Linked DNA regions of Mus musculus: region 1 is linked to region 2. Evidence: chromatin contacts called from public promoter capture Hi-C data. All regions are on one chromosome and are shown on one strand. Each heading gives the region's core, a stretch centred on a gene start, on an enhancer-like site or on the middle of the called end of the contact. The rest is flanking DNA. Distances are from core to core; before and after follow the strand shown. Region 1 overlaps Meiob (meiosis specific with OB domains). Region 2 overlaps Traf7 (TNF receptor-associated factor 7).

Evidence for each region. Capture Hi-C pulls out chosen DNA fragments and counts their contacts.
Region 1: a contact with region 2 is called in a promoter capture Hi-C map of adipose tissue. The contact joins two enhancer-like sites. A contact is called at or near these places in 3 of 39 promoter capture datasets (the HPC-7 cell line, cranial neural crest and liver) and 1 of 9 other capture datasets (adipose tissue).

Annotation. Positions count from the first base shown.
Region 1 is chr17:24,816,502-24,823,403 of GRCm38.p6, forward strand. It overlaps Meiob (meiosis specific with OB domains), which reads left to right. Exons shown (of 14, transcript NM_029197.1): 3 at 31-88; 4 at 1,776-1,907; 5 at 3,371-3,443. Among named protein-coding and RNA genes, the nearest start is that of Meiob, 16 kb to the left of the region's middle. Within about 2 kb of position 5,615, at least 14 of the 459 cell types and tissues checked have an H3K27ac peak or open chromatin away from gene starts, as enhancers often do. A contact at or near this core is called in adipose tissue, where this site is marked.
Region 2 is chr17:24,511,453-24,517,827 of GRCm38.p6, forward strand. Traf7 (TNF receptor-associated factor 7) reads right to left here. Exons shown (of 21, transcript NM_001172113.1): 4 at 5,053-5,144; 5 at 3,261-3,377; 6 at 2,673-2,765; 7 at 2,447-2,480; 8 at 1,741-1,924; 9 at 1,498-1,632; 10 at 717-934; 11 at 561-634; 12 at 324-372; 13 at 120-247. Among named protein-coding and RNA genes, the nearest start is that of Traf7, 13 kb to the right of the region's middle. Within about 2 kb of position 3,654, at least 24 of the 459 cell types and tissues checked have an H3K27ac peak or open chromatin away from gene starts, as enhancers often do. A contact at or near this core is called in adipose tissue, where this site is marked.

The DNA.
Region 1 (6,902 bases), core at 4,365-6,864, 310 kb after region 2:
TTGGTCTTCTATTATTCTTTTGTTTTTCAGAAAATAATCGGAATAGTTATTGGGAAAACAGATGTCAAAGGCTTTCCAGACAGAAAAAGTTGAGTTCTATTTAACTCTTTCTTAATTTTTCATTAAGTGTGGCTTATTACTGCAAAAAAAAATACATTTAACTGACTAAAATTCTAGTGTGTTTAATATCTGAAGGGCAAAGGCCAGGCCTCCTATATGCGTGTGTATGATCACACTCCATTCAAGAGTGTAATATGAAGACACAGTGTTTTCAGTGACATAATATCATAGTCTCCAACTATATTTTAAAGGCTTTAACAAATAGTTAATCAAATTTATCAATTCATTAATTTGTAGTTTCATATCATCAGATACAATAGTGTCTAAGAGTATGAGAGTATGAATTTCCTACTAGATTTACTGGCCTTAGTCACTAAGTGATCTAAAATCTCTCTCTCTCTCTCTCTCTCTCTCTCTCTCTCTCTCTCCCTCTCTCTCTCTCTCTCTCTCTCTCTCTCTCTCTCTCTTTCTCTCTCTCTCTCTCTCTCTCTCTCTCTCTCTCTGTTGAGACAGGGTTTTTCTGTCTCTGTGTGTCCCTGGCTATCCTGGAACTGCTTTGTAGACCAGGCTGGCCTCAAATTCAGATATCTGCCTCTGCCTCTGCCTCTCTGCCTCTCTGCCTCTCTGCCTCTCTGCCTCTGCCTCCTGAGTGCTGGGGTTAAAGGTATGCACCAACTCTCCCTGGCTTCTAAGATCTTTCTTATGTGCACCTATGAAGAGGGAATTCAACTGATACAAGAGTTTGATAATTCATTCTCTCTCTCTCTCTCCTTTCTTTTTAAAAGAATTCTTTATTTTATGTATATGAGTACACTGTAGCTGTCTTCAGACACACCAGAAGAGGGCCTCAGATCCCATTACAGATGGTTGTGAGCCACCATGTGGGTGCTGGAACTCAGGACCTCTGGAAGAACAGCTCTTAAATGCTGAGCCACATTTCCAGCCCCTTGTATTACTTTTTTAAAAAATCCTTGTATTACTTTTTTCTTTTTTTAAAATATTTTTTATTAGGTATTTTCTTCATTTATGTTTCAAATGCTATCCCAAAAGTCCCCCATACCCTCCCCCTTGTATTACTTTTTAAATTAACAAAAGCAACAGAAAAATTCCATTCTGGAAAAAAGTGCACTTGCTGACCTCTAGTGGTCCCTTAGTTGCATACAAGTTGTTTTGAAACAACTATTTAGGTATGAATTATGACTTTGGGGAAAGCATTTCTTAATCTTGTTGGGCCTTACCTATGAAATAATTCATACCAAATTAGGTTTTTGTGGGTATAATAATTGAAAAATAGGAAATGTAAGTTAACAGCTGGACTATTCCCGGCTGAATGTCACTTTGTTTTGAATACACAGCTATGGGAGGAAAGGGCCATAGTGAGACCTAGCTACCGTGGCCCTTTGCTCCACTGTACTTGGAAGTGCATGGAAGCGCAGTGCAGTGCAGTGTATATTAGGGAATGAGCTAGTTGCTAGTAATCAAGAGGATCATCAAAAGTCCACCACTAGCCTGCTCTACCCTGTCATAAAACAAAGCAAAAATATAGCATGCAGAACCAAAGCTAAATAAAACAAAGTAAACATAGGAAATGTCTACCATGTGTTTCAGTAGTTTAAGTATTTTATCATAATAACGATAATAACTGATTATTTTTTAAGTAATGACTTGTTCAAAGTCATATTCATCTGGAATATAAAAGCGTTGGTTTTCCTCAGATATTGGATCAGAAAGATACACTTTCAGTTTCACCATTCGTGACTCACCATGTCACTTTGTGAATGTATCCTCCTGGGGCAGTGAGGACTACATCCGCTCGCTGTCCGAGAGCTTCAGGGTTGCTGAGTGTGGTAAGTAGGCAGGATTCTTTTGTTTGTTTGATTTCTTAAATCCCAGCACTTGGGAGACAGAGGTAGGTAGGTCTCTATGAGCTTGAGGCCAGCCTAGTCCACATAACCAGTTTCAATCCAGCCACTGTTATATAGTAAAACCCTATCTCAAAACAAACAAACAAACAAACAAACAAACAAACAAACAAAACTCTGTGTGTGTGTGTGTGGGGGGGAGACTGCAATAGAGATAGATAGAGACAGAGAGACAGACAGAGACCAAATGAGACTTGCTAGGTAACTTCCTTTGAAGTGGTAGTTCTCTTGCCTCAGCCTCCCAAGTGCTGAGATCACAGGCCTGTCCTCTCATGCCTAGCAGCACTTAAAAAGTATTCCTTTTACAGTACTGTTCTTGTGATAAGTTTGTGGCTGAGTGCACTCATAACAAAGTAACACGCAGTTATTCTGATGCCTATCAAAGAAAGCCATCATTGAAGGAACAGTGCACCATGCCATGCTGCCTTCCTCGTTTCCTGGTACAGAAGTGGCACTCTAATTAGATATTTTGCTACCTTTTGTTTATTTCATGTTCCAGCTGGCCTAAGCCCCATCATTGCTATTATAACTCTGTATCTTTCTAAAGACATATATTAGGGTTAGTAGTTACTTACACTGTGGCTCTAAGAACAAAGTCTTGTTGGTTTTCACCCATGAAATAAGACCCATTAGTTTTTTGTGACTGTTAAGGAAAGAGTACTAGTATAAAGTATACAAGTTCACAATAGATGACAATTTCAGCTTAGACAAGGAATAAGAGGCCTGTGTTCCAGTTCTCCTTTATGACAGAAAAAAAGAGGGAAGAGGGGGTAGGGAGTCAGACCACTCATCTCCAATGCTGCAGTGCCAAACACACTGCACATGGCAGGTAACAGTATCCAATAATGTGTACTCAACCATTGTACCATGTATGTCTCAGGGATGTGAAATGAATAATGTTGTCAAACATGTGACCTATAAAGACAGAAAACCTTAAAAACGTCACCAGCCTAGTACAGTTATAAATATTCTTTGAATGAATGCCAGAACATCCACTGTACAGAGAAATTTAAGTATTAAAATGTTATAGGTTGATGGCTGTGAGAATAAATAAAGAATTGTTTGTGAACTTAGATGTGGGGTAAAGGTCAGGTAAACATTGGTTTTATTGAAGGTTGTGTTGTAACCAAACCAAATGTTGGATGGAAGAAAGTCAATAAAGTAATATTAGTATAGGTCACATGTTAGGACTTAAAACGCAACGCCCTGCAAATGCTATGTGGGGCCAACTGATGACTACATTCCAGGATCCCTCTTCTCACAGTGACATGAAAAGATGCCTGTGGAGGATGGAACCCACAGAGTGAAGGTCATTGTTTTGTACACTTAGCTCTGATTAATCTTCTGTGAGTTTTTGTGATGTTACTATACTTTGACCTCTGTTTTAGTGATAATTGAAAATCCCCTGATCCAAAGAAAGGACACAGAAAGAGAAGAAAAGTTTAGCCCTGCAACTCCTAGGTAAATATCTGTCCACCCAGAGAACAAACATTTTTGTGCTAGAATGATATTAATAATTTTATATCAAATTAGCAGAAAACTTTCAGAAGTTGCCCTGTTTCAATTTGAAAAGAGTTGATGAATTCTTTCTTGGAATATCTATCTTTTTTTTTAAAAAAGATTTATTTATTTATTTATTTATTTATTTATTTTATGTATATGAGTACACTGTAGCTGCACAGATGGTTGTGAGCCTTCATATGGTTGTTGGAAATTTAATTTTTTTTTTGGACCTCTGCTCACTCTGGTCAACTCTGCTCGCTCATTCCCTGCTTGCTCTGGCCCAAAGATTTATTTATTATTATTCATAAGTACACTGTAGCTGTCTCCAGACATACCAGAAAAGGGTGTAAGATCTCATTACAGATGGATTTGAGCCACCATGTGGTTGTTGGGATTTGAACTCAGGGCCTCTGGAAGAGAGGTCAGTGCTCTTACCCGATGAGCAATCTCACTAGCCCAGAATATTTATCTTTAAGATAATGACATAATTTATAATTTTTATAATCACAAAAAGCTAATTTTCTCTTGGTATCTGTGTAGGGTTAAATAAAAAAGTCTTCCAGGCTACCAAAATCCATGGGTGCTCAAATTCCTTACATACAACTTAAGCACAACTTCCTCTATATTTGAAATCATTGTTACCTATAACACCTAATGTCATATGAGTGCCATGTGAGTAGTTATGCTGTATTTGTATTAGTTATAGTGGTTTTTTTTTTAAATTTGATACATGATTGTTTGGGTTTGTGGATGCAGAATCTTCAGATATGGAGTCTGAATGCTTAGGTTTGTAAAAACAAGACTCTAGTTAGAATAAAACTAAACAATTAGAAGGGCTGGAAAGATGGCTCAACAATTAAGAGCACTTGCTGCCCTTGCAGAAGACCTGCATCCAGTTCTAGCATTCCTATTAGGCAGATAGGTCCAGGGACGCTAACACCCTCTTCTGGCCTTTCTGCACACCACAAAAACAAATGGCATAGACTTCCATAGATGAAAACAAATACACACAAAAATAAATATTTAAAAAATATCTAAACAAAGATAAACACTGGCAGTACATAATATTGTATCCGGCTTTTAATCCTCTCACATGCCCTTTGTCTTAGGTCAGGTTCCCTGGAGGGAGAACTTGATAGAAAAATTCTTTCCGAGTGGCCTATTGAGGGAGGGCTCTTAGGAGAACCCTGCAAGGATGGGGTTGGGGATCGGCTGTTGCTGGAGCTCAGGAGGAAGCAAGCTCTGGAGTGTGCTCTTCTTGGAGCATGGCCTTATGCAGAGGGTCAGAGCTTTTGTATCCTAAATTATCCATTGCCTGTAGTTCATTTCTTATCAGGATGGGGTAGGGAATGAGAGAGGAAGCCTTACTTCCAAGGTGATTCTGTCCAGGGGCAATTCTGTGCCAGCTAACTCCATGCTGGTCTATAAATGGCTCTTGTCTCTTTGCAGCCACTGAGAATTTTCCTTTTTATGAACACCTGGACTCACTCTGCCCTAAGATCCGTTCTACTTTCCAGTCCCTCTGCACAGAACATTCTCCTATCTACCTGAATGTTTGATTCTTCAGGTTGAATGTTAACTCATTTAACCTTTCCAGTCACTCAGCAGGACTTTCTCCCTACTCTTAGTGTTGGAATCCAGATCACATTCTGAGATGACTTGAATTTTTTATGATTCCTGCTCACATATATGAGCTTATGAGATTAAGTGTATTTTGTATCATGTTCTACCCATGCCTAGATCAGAGACAGTCACATAATTGATTTTTAGTAAATATGTATGGGAGGTGGGAGGGACATGTTTGGTAGACCCAACAAATGTGAAACCTCTTGGCATTTTCCAGAATATCTTGAATAATTAACTTTTAGGTTGAGCAACAGCAAACTGCTGACATTTAACAAATATTCACCTAAAATAGCAATTTCATAGCCTAATAACCTGGCATAGCTGGACTCCAGAGCAGTGAGGAAAGGGAGGAGCAGAGACACTTCTTAGTGATGTTCACTTCTCAGGGAGAAGTAAGGAACAGGAAGTCTTTTAGCTGGAAAATAATATCCTGCTTAGGAAGACCAAGTTGACTGTAATGTGAAGGATGAGTCCCCGAGGAGATGAGTCAGGGGACCAGGGCCAGGACTGGAGGCATGATATCGTGAATAACTAAGGCAAAGAGCTCTGTGAAGGAGGCTTTGTGAGAGGTTTGGGTACCAGGAAAGGGGAACATCACTGGAGTCTTCCACACTCTAAAACTCTGAATCTGCTTCATGTATTAGCAATACAAAGTAAGCAAACAGAGTTCTTGACTTCAGGCACATAGATAAAGCAATCAGCATCATAGAAGAAATAACAATGGTCAGAAACCTGGTGATAATAATGCCAAGGTCAAGGTCTTCATATGGGGCTACACAGATGGCTCAGTGGTTAAGGGAACTGGTTTCAGAAGACCTGAGTTCAGTTCCCAGATCCTGCATTGGGGCTCACAGCCATGCACTTCCAGTTCACAGAGTCTGATACTCTTTTCTGAATTCTACTGGTAGAAGGCACACATGAGGTACACAGATAGGCAGGCCAAAAAAAATATACACACAGAATAAAATAAATAAATTTAAAAAAAGAAACAATGGGGCCTCTGTTTTTTATAATCTGAAGTTTTAGAGTATTTTCATGCCCTGTTTAACAGAAAAGAAGACTACAGCTTCAGGTCTTGGGCAAGAACCTACAACTAGTATGATTAGAACTCACAGAAAAAAGTTCTCAATATATGTTCTTAATTAAAAGAACATTATTTCAATGAAGAAATATTTAAAGACTGATATAAAATTCATTATGGAGAAAAACATTTTATACCATTATTTGATGTTTTAAGAGTAAAAAATATAGGGGCTGGAAAGATGGCTCAGCTCTTCCTGAGGTCCCAGGTCCAATTCCCAGCTCACAGGCATTTGTAACTCTAGCTCCAAGGGATCTGATGCTATTTTTGGGACTCTACAGGTACTACATTCATATTGTACACAGGCATAGATTTAGGCAAAACCTTCATACACAGAAAATAAATATTGTACAAAAATTTAATATTAAAAATATAACTTTCTGGGCTAGAGAGATGGCTCAGCAGTTAAGAGCACTGACTGCTCTTCCAGAGGTCCCGAGTTCAATTCCAAGCATCCACATGGTGGCTCAAACCATCTGTAACGCCCTCTTCTGATGTGTCTGAAGAGAGCAGCAATGTACTCATATACACTAAATAAATAAATAAATACATCTTTAAAAAAATATATATATATTTCTTAATACAGTCTAAATTACAGAAAAAGTAATTGAATATGATTTTGTTTTGGTTTTTTAAATGGTCTAGTATTATAACTCAGGGTAGTCTGAAATTCCTTACCTATACATTGGTGACCTTGAATATGTGTCAGA
Region 2 (6,375 bases), core at 2,404-4,903:
GGATAGCAGCCATTAGAAGAAAAGACCCAAACATGGATAAGGGACAACCAAGGCTGGTATGCAGTGCCCAGCTGAGTCCAACCAGGCTTCAGAGCCTGTGGAACAGGACCCCCACTCACCTTGATTGTCTTGTCAGAAGAGCCACTGAAGAGCAGGTCACCCATGGAATAGACACAGAGACACCAGACAGGGCCCTGGTGTCCCACAAAGGTCCCTTTGCACTTGAAGATCTGCTGAGGGTCATAGGCTACAAATGGGAGAAGCTAATGAGGGACTAGTAGGGCTCTGGGGACAATGTGGGAGCAGGGGTGGGCTCTACTCACATCCAAGGATACCCATGTTCAGCCGTGCATTGATGTGAGACAGCTCATCCTGAAAGACCAAGAACGGCAGAAAATGGGTGGGTGGGGCTCACTGATCTGTAATGAAGCTACAGAGCCCTAGGCCTAGGGTTAGCTCTTACTGGAATATAGCTCCTGAAACCCTGAACACTAGGAGCAAAGGCCAGAGGAGAACCCCCGTCTGTCCGGAGTTTCAGCACCACAGCCCTCCCTACTCACATTCAGCATGGACGCGTCCCTCCGGAACTCCATGAGGTCCTCGCTGAGCTTGCTCTGGTTCTCATCCAGTACGTCTGGGCAACAAGACAGAACGGGATCACCATCACCGGGGTCCAGAACGGCGCTGAGCCCCGTGGTCTCTGAACTAGACCTTACCAAACTTAAGCTCAAGGCTCTTCTCTAGCTGGTCAATCTTCTCTGAGAGTTTGCCCAGCATGGAACGCAGGAAGGCAATCTCCTGGTCCTTTTGGGCCAGTGCCACATGCATCTCGTGGAAGCGGTCATCGGTCTGCTGCAGGAACTCCTTCAGGCCCTCGAAGCGGCATGTTTCTAAGTGTGTCTCATAGGTGTCCTGATTCCCAATAAATGTGCACCTGGGGGAACAGCACAGCTACCCACCTGCCTGGCTGGCACGACTGACCCCTGTCTCCCTGACCCCATTAAATCTATGAGTCATCATGGTCATGCCCATTACCCCCAGATCAGCAACCTTCTTGACCCCCAGCACCCAGCAGTCAGGACATATCACCAGTGAAATCTTATACCTCCATAATGCTTCAAGGACTCCTCCCTCCCTCCCTCCCTCCCTCCCTCCCTCCCTCCCTCCCTCCCTCCCTCCCTCCCTCCCTCCCTCTGAGTAACATCTTTGCTCATCACCAGCCTCTCTGCTCCAAACAGCTGGGCAGGATCCTCCTGTCCTTCCAGGCTTCCCCTCTACACCTATTCCAGCCATTTGCTCAAATTTATGACCCACCTTCCCTGATAACCCACTTCCAACCTGTTCAGTCCTTTCTGTGTCCTCCTGGGCACCTGGATATGGGCTGTGATGGCAGTTACTGGTGTGACTTCTGGCTCTGGTGCATGTCCCAGGCATCAGCTCCCAGAAGCCCTCAGCCTAGGAACGCAGACCCACCAGCCCCCGCCCCCACCCACTCACCCGTACTTAGAGTGGGGACACTTGATGTGCTCGCATTCTTTCAGGTGGGCCTCGAGATTCATCTTGAGAAGGGGTGGGCAGCTGGGGTTGTTGGGGCAGCGCACAGGCCTGTAGTCACAACTACTCTCGTGGTCCCTGTGCATACACAGGACACAGAGGTTGAGCTAAGACCCCACAATGTAGCCCCAGAGAGGTAAAGGTGCTCAGCAGCCCCAGGGAAGTGGAGGAGCAGAAGGCACTCACTTCCGGGCACTAAGCTTGATGGTGAAGGGGCAGCCCCTCGGGTCTACCTCAAAGACCCCAGGCTTTCCAGTGCCCGCTGCGTGGCAGCCATGCCGACAATGTATGAAGAGCTCTCCAATCTGCTCAGCGACTGCAATGTTGTTCACCACTACTGTCAGCTTGGCATTGTCCACAGGACACTTCTCTGGGAGAGGAGGACATGTTGAGCCCACCACCTACCCAGCCACCTCTCTCCCTGGCAGCTTTGCCCAGTGGGAGGCCAAGTCCTGGGGAGGGAGATGCAATGGCACAACAGGTGGAGAGAAGCCCACCGAGTGCCTTGCCCACTCTTTCATTGGCCCCAAGGTGCCGGTGCAGGAAGAGCTGCACAGCAGACCTCCCAGAGGGAGAAGGACAGCTAGCTGGGTGTGGAGAAGAAGCAGGGACTGCCAGGGACAATGGCATCTGTTGGAGCCCAAGCCTTCACCTTGGGACTCGGCCCACACCCACCACAGCCAAAGCTCTGAATCTGGAGACACCAGGAATTGGGGGTCTGCTTTGCTATTGAGGTCCTTCGCCAGGCTTGAGCCTTACAACACTATTCAAGCCCTGGGAGAGGCCACACATGCCTGGATAAGAAACCAGTGGCCTCTGCTGGCTGCCCGGGAAATAGCAGGGTGGAATTAACCACCAACCTCACAGGTCTGGAAGGAAGGCACAGACCTACCTGACTTCAAGGCGCATCGTCTGCAGAAGGTGTGCTGTGGGGACAAAAAGTGGACTTGGGGGACAGCTGTAACTGTCTTCCCTCCAGTCAAGGTCAATGGTAGCCCAGAGCTCACACCGTCCTACACCAAGGCAGAGAGCTCCCGCTGGACAGCCAGCTTAGGAGGATGAGCGAGGGCCACAGCCCTAGGAACAGGGTTGGGGAGTGAGCATGCCCATGGCCTCACCCCACATGTAGTGATCACAGGGTCCTTGAACACACTGCAGCACAGCTGGCAACACAGCTTTACCGAGGGCTGCTCGGCAAATACCAACGGCTCCTAGACAGAGTGGGGGACACGGTCAGGACACGGGTGGGCGCTTCAGGAGCAACCCTGTCACATTAACTGCCCAGGCCGCCTGCATGTCCGCCCCATCCAGGGCTGTTCACCAGCACTGGGACTATCCTAGAAGGCACCGTTGACTAGAGAGAGCCACGAGAGGACCAAGGAGCTGAAGCAAGGGGTGTGGTTCAGGGGCAGGCTGTAAGCAGCAAGAAACCGCACACACAGCATCTGCAACAGTCAGACAGCCTTACTGGCCTCTCTTCCTGGCTTACAGACTAGCAAAGCGCCCTATCTGAGCCACCTGCCCACACCTCATCCCCAGGCGGCCTCCACAGGAGGCGGGGATTTCAACATTAACTAGAGGCCCTAATCAGGTCTGACCTACCCTCAATGTGAGCTATGGAGGTGCAGTCTAAGGGGAAAGTGCCCCGTGCCACCGCAGCAGTGACAACTCTGGAAGATGATTCCTGCCAAGCCTACCACACCTACCGGCTCCTCCTCCTCCTCAGGCAGCGAGAACGTGGAGCGCAGGGACATGCTGGACTCGGAGTGTAGGGAACGGACAGAGATGGCTGAGTCAGAGCGGCGAGGAGTGTTGATGGGGGGCTGCACAGATGGAGGCAGCCTTTCAGGGGCTTGAGCCCTGTGGAGGCAGGGGTGCCCCTAAGCCACCCCAATTTCAGCAAGCTCACAAGGCTGTGGATTGTGTGCGGGAGGCTGGTATGGCCTCAATCCCGCTGCCTGTGGTGGCCAGCCTTGGCCTTTGGTGCTGGGCTGCCCGTTCTTGCCTGCCAACTTTCTTTGTGTAAATGGAGAGATTTCCTGCTATTCAATTTTACAGGACATGCTCAGGCTTCTTCCTGCTTCCCGTGAGGGAATGTGGGCTGCAGAGAGGCTGCATCCAGCAGCCAATCATGGGGCAGCTAAGAGCCCAGATCACTGAACAGAGTAGTGTAGAAGCCTGGGCAAGGAGAGGTGCGCAAGGCTGAGCTGCTTTCTAGTCCTAGCCAGGGGGGTTCACGGTAATGACAGGAATGTTCTACCAGAGACCTAAAGGGAGCAACCTTTGATGAGGTCGTAGGGGAGAGCAGCACAGTATCCAAGAGTATCCCCATGCATGACCATGTAGGACCATGTGGGCCTAGGCCCACCTGCCGCTCGTGAGCCTGTGTCCAGAACAGGAGGCAGAGACTGGGTCCATACTTCATTCACCAGGCAATACCCATCTCTCCTTATGGTTTCCCAAGTTACATCTCGCATGGGAATGCCGTGTGAGACCCAGAGGGTAAAGTTAAAGGAAGTGGGTCAACCCCCCCCACCCCCCCCCCAGGCAGCAACGGCAGGCAGGAGCCAGTACAGAGCTGTTCTCTCCCCTCTGCTCATTGACTAGCACAGCTCTTAGGCTCTCCCTCCAACCCAGTCAGGGGGGTGGGTTGGGCATGGCTGCCCAATGTCCCACAGCAAACAGAAGATTCTAGGACATCTCTAAAGTTACTGACACCTGTCAGACACCCCAGAGTTATCCAAAATCAGAAGCACAATGAATCCACTTTCAAGGCCCAGGCTGCAATCAGGAGTTGGGTGGAGACTGAGAGGTGAAGCTATGGGGTTTGGGTTCCACGTAGCTGACCCATCCTTAGGCTCAGGGCTGGGCAGTGCCTGGCCCACAATATGCCTACTTAGCATTTATCTTCCCATTGAAAAGGGAAAAAGGGGTTGGGCCTGGTAGCACATTCCTTTAATCCAGAGACAGAGATAGATCTCTGTGAGTTCAAGGACAGCTTGGTCTATATAGTGAGTTCCAGGATAATGAGGACTACATAAAGACGCTGTCTCAAACAAATAAAAACAACAAAACCCACACACACACATACACACACACACACACACACACACACAAAAGCAAAAAGAAAGGGGGAAAAGAAGTCTGGTTCCTCTGCCTCTTGAGCAAGGACTTTGGTCCTGCCAGTCATCCTCTGTTCCACTGGCCAACTCACCTGAGAGCACCTTTTGTGGCACCCACCTCATTTAAGATGGAGCCCAAACTGCCTGACACTGGCCTTCAGGGGCCACACCCTAAAGCGCAGTCCCACAAACTGGCTGCTTCCTGCTACCACTCAGCTACAGGAGCCTCCTCTTAGGTTCAGGAATGCAACAAGAGCTCTGCCAGCAAGGTGCCTCTCTATCCCAGCTCTGCTCCCCTGCAGGCTTCTCTTAGGACCTCAGGGAAGAGGGTAGGAGGTGGGAAACTACACCAGGCTCCCACATCGTGGACACCTACCATGCCGTCCTCCTCATCCCGTGGCGAATAGGCAAGGGTGCTAGAGGAGGAAGGTGTCCTGCGATGCTGTTTGTATGTGCCAGTCCCATCAGCTGCTGAAAAGACATGGCTGTCAGTGGAGGAAGAGGCTAAAGTGACAGAGACAGCTGGAAGAGCCCTTGTCTATGGAGCCCTTCAGATTATCTCTAGCTCTCAGTCTCCCTGGACTAGACTGGAATATGGTTATCCAGGATTGTCTTCCAAGTACCAGCAGTATGGCCCTGGCTCATCAGACTGGATCTGCAGACAACTGAGAATGGACTGCTAGCTGCCCCACCCTGCTTACCAACAGGAGACTTAAGTGTATTTCTTTCCTTTGGTGTAGAGAACCCAGGACTTGGCTCATGCCAATCACCAGCAGGAGATCCCCAGCCTTTGCTTTTTAAAAACTTTATATGTATGAGTGTTTTGCCTGCATGTATGTCTGTGTACCACTTATGTGCCTGGTACCATGGAAGCCAGAAAATGGCTTTGGATCTTCTGGAACTGGAGTTAAAGATTGCTGTGAAACACCATGTGGTTGCTGGGAATTGAATCTGGGTCCCCTAGAATAAAAGCCAGTGCTTTTAACCACTGAGCTATCTCTCCAGATTCAGTTCTTGTTGAGTTTGGCTTTTTGAGACCTGGAACTCATAGAGATTGACCCGTCTCTGCCTCCCAAAGGGCTGGGATTAATGTAGGGAGACAGTATCTCCCTATATTGCTCAGAGTTATTTCAAATGCATTACTTTCCTGCCTCTACCTCTCTCTCAGAGCCCTGACAAGGTTCTGTTCTTCAGCCCAACAAAGGGCCCTCCATGCCTAGCTGGTCACAGAATCAACCCCATGAATGGCCTGGGTCACTTGGGGGCTTCCCTTTGATCTTTAAAGTAATTCTGCCAGGTTGAATTTCTTTTTTGGTTTTTTTTGTTTGATGGTTTTTCGAGACAGGGTTTCTCTGTATAGCCCTGGCTGTCCTGGAACTCACTTTGTAGACCAGGCTGGCCTCAAACTCAGAAATCCGCCTGCCTCTGCCTCCCAAGTGCTGGGATTAAAGGAGTGCGTCACCACACCCGGCCCCCAGGTTGAATCTCTAAAAGGGAAACTGAGGCACAGAGAGACTGAAGGACCTCAGCTAATACATGGCTACTCTTAGTCCTCCCTAACACAATCAGAATCAGGAACTGGGGCTAGATTTTTGTTCTCCCTCCTCTTGCCTATAGAATGCCCTGCCTGGCTTGGGCCAGAAAGCAGAGGTTCCCCAAGAATGAAAAGTCAAGGGTGCACATGGGAACCAGAGAACCA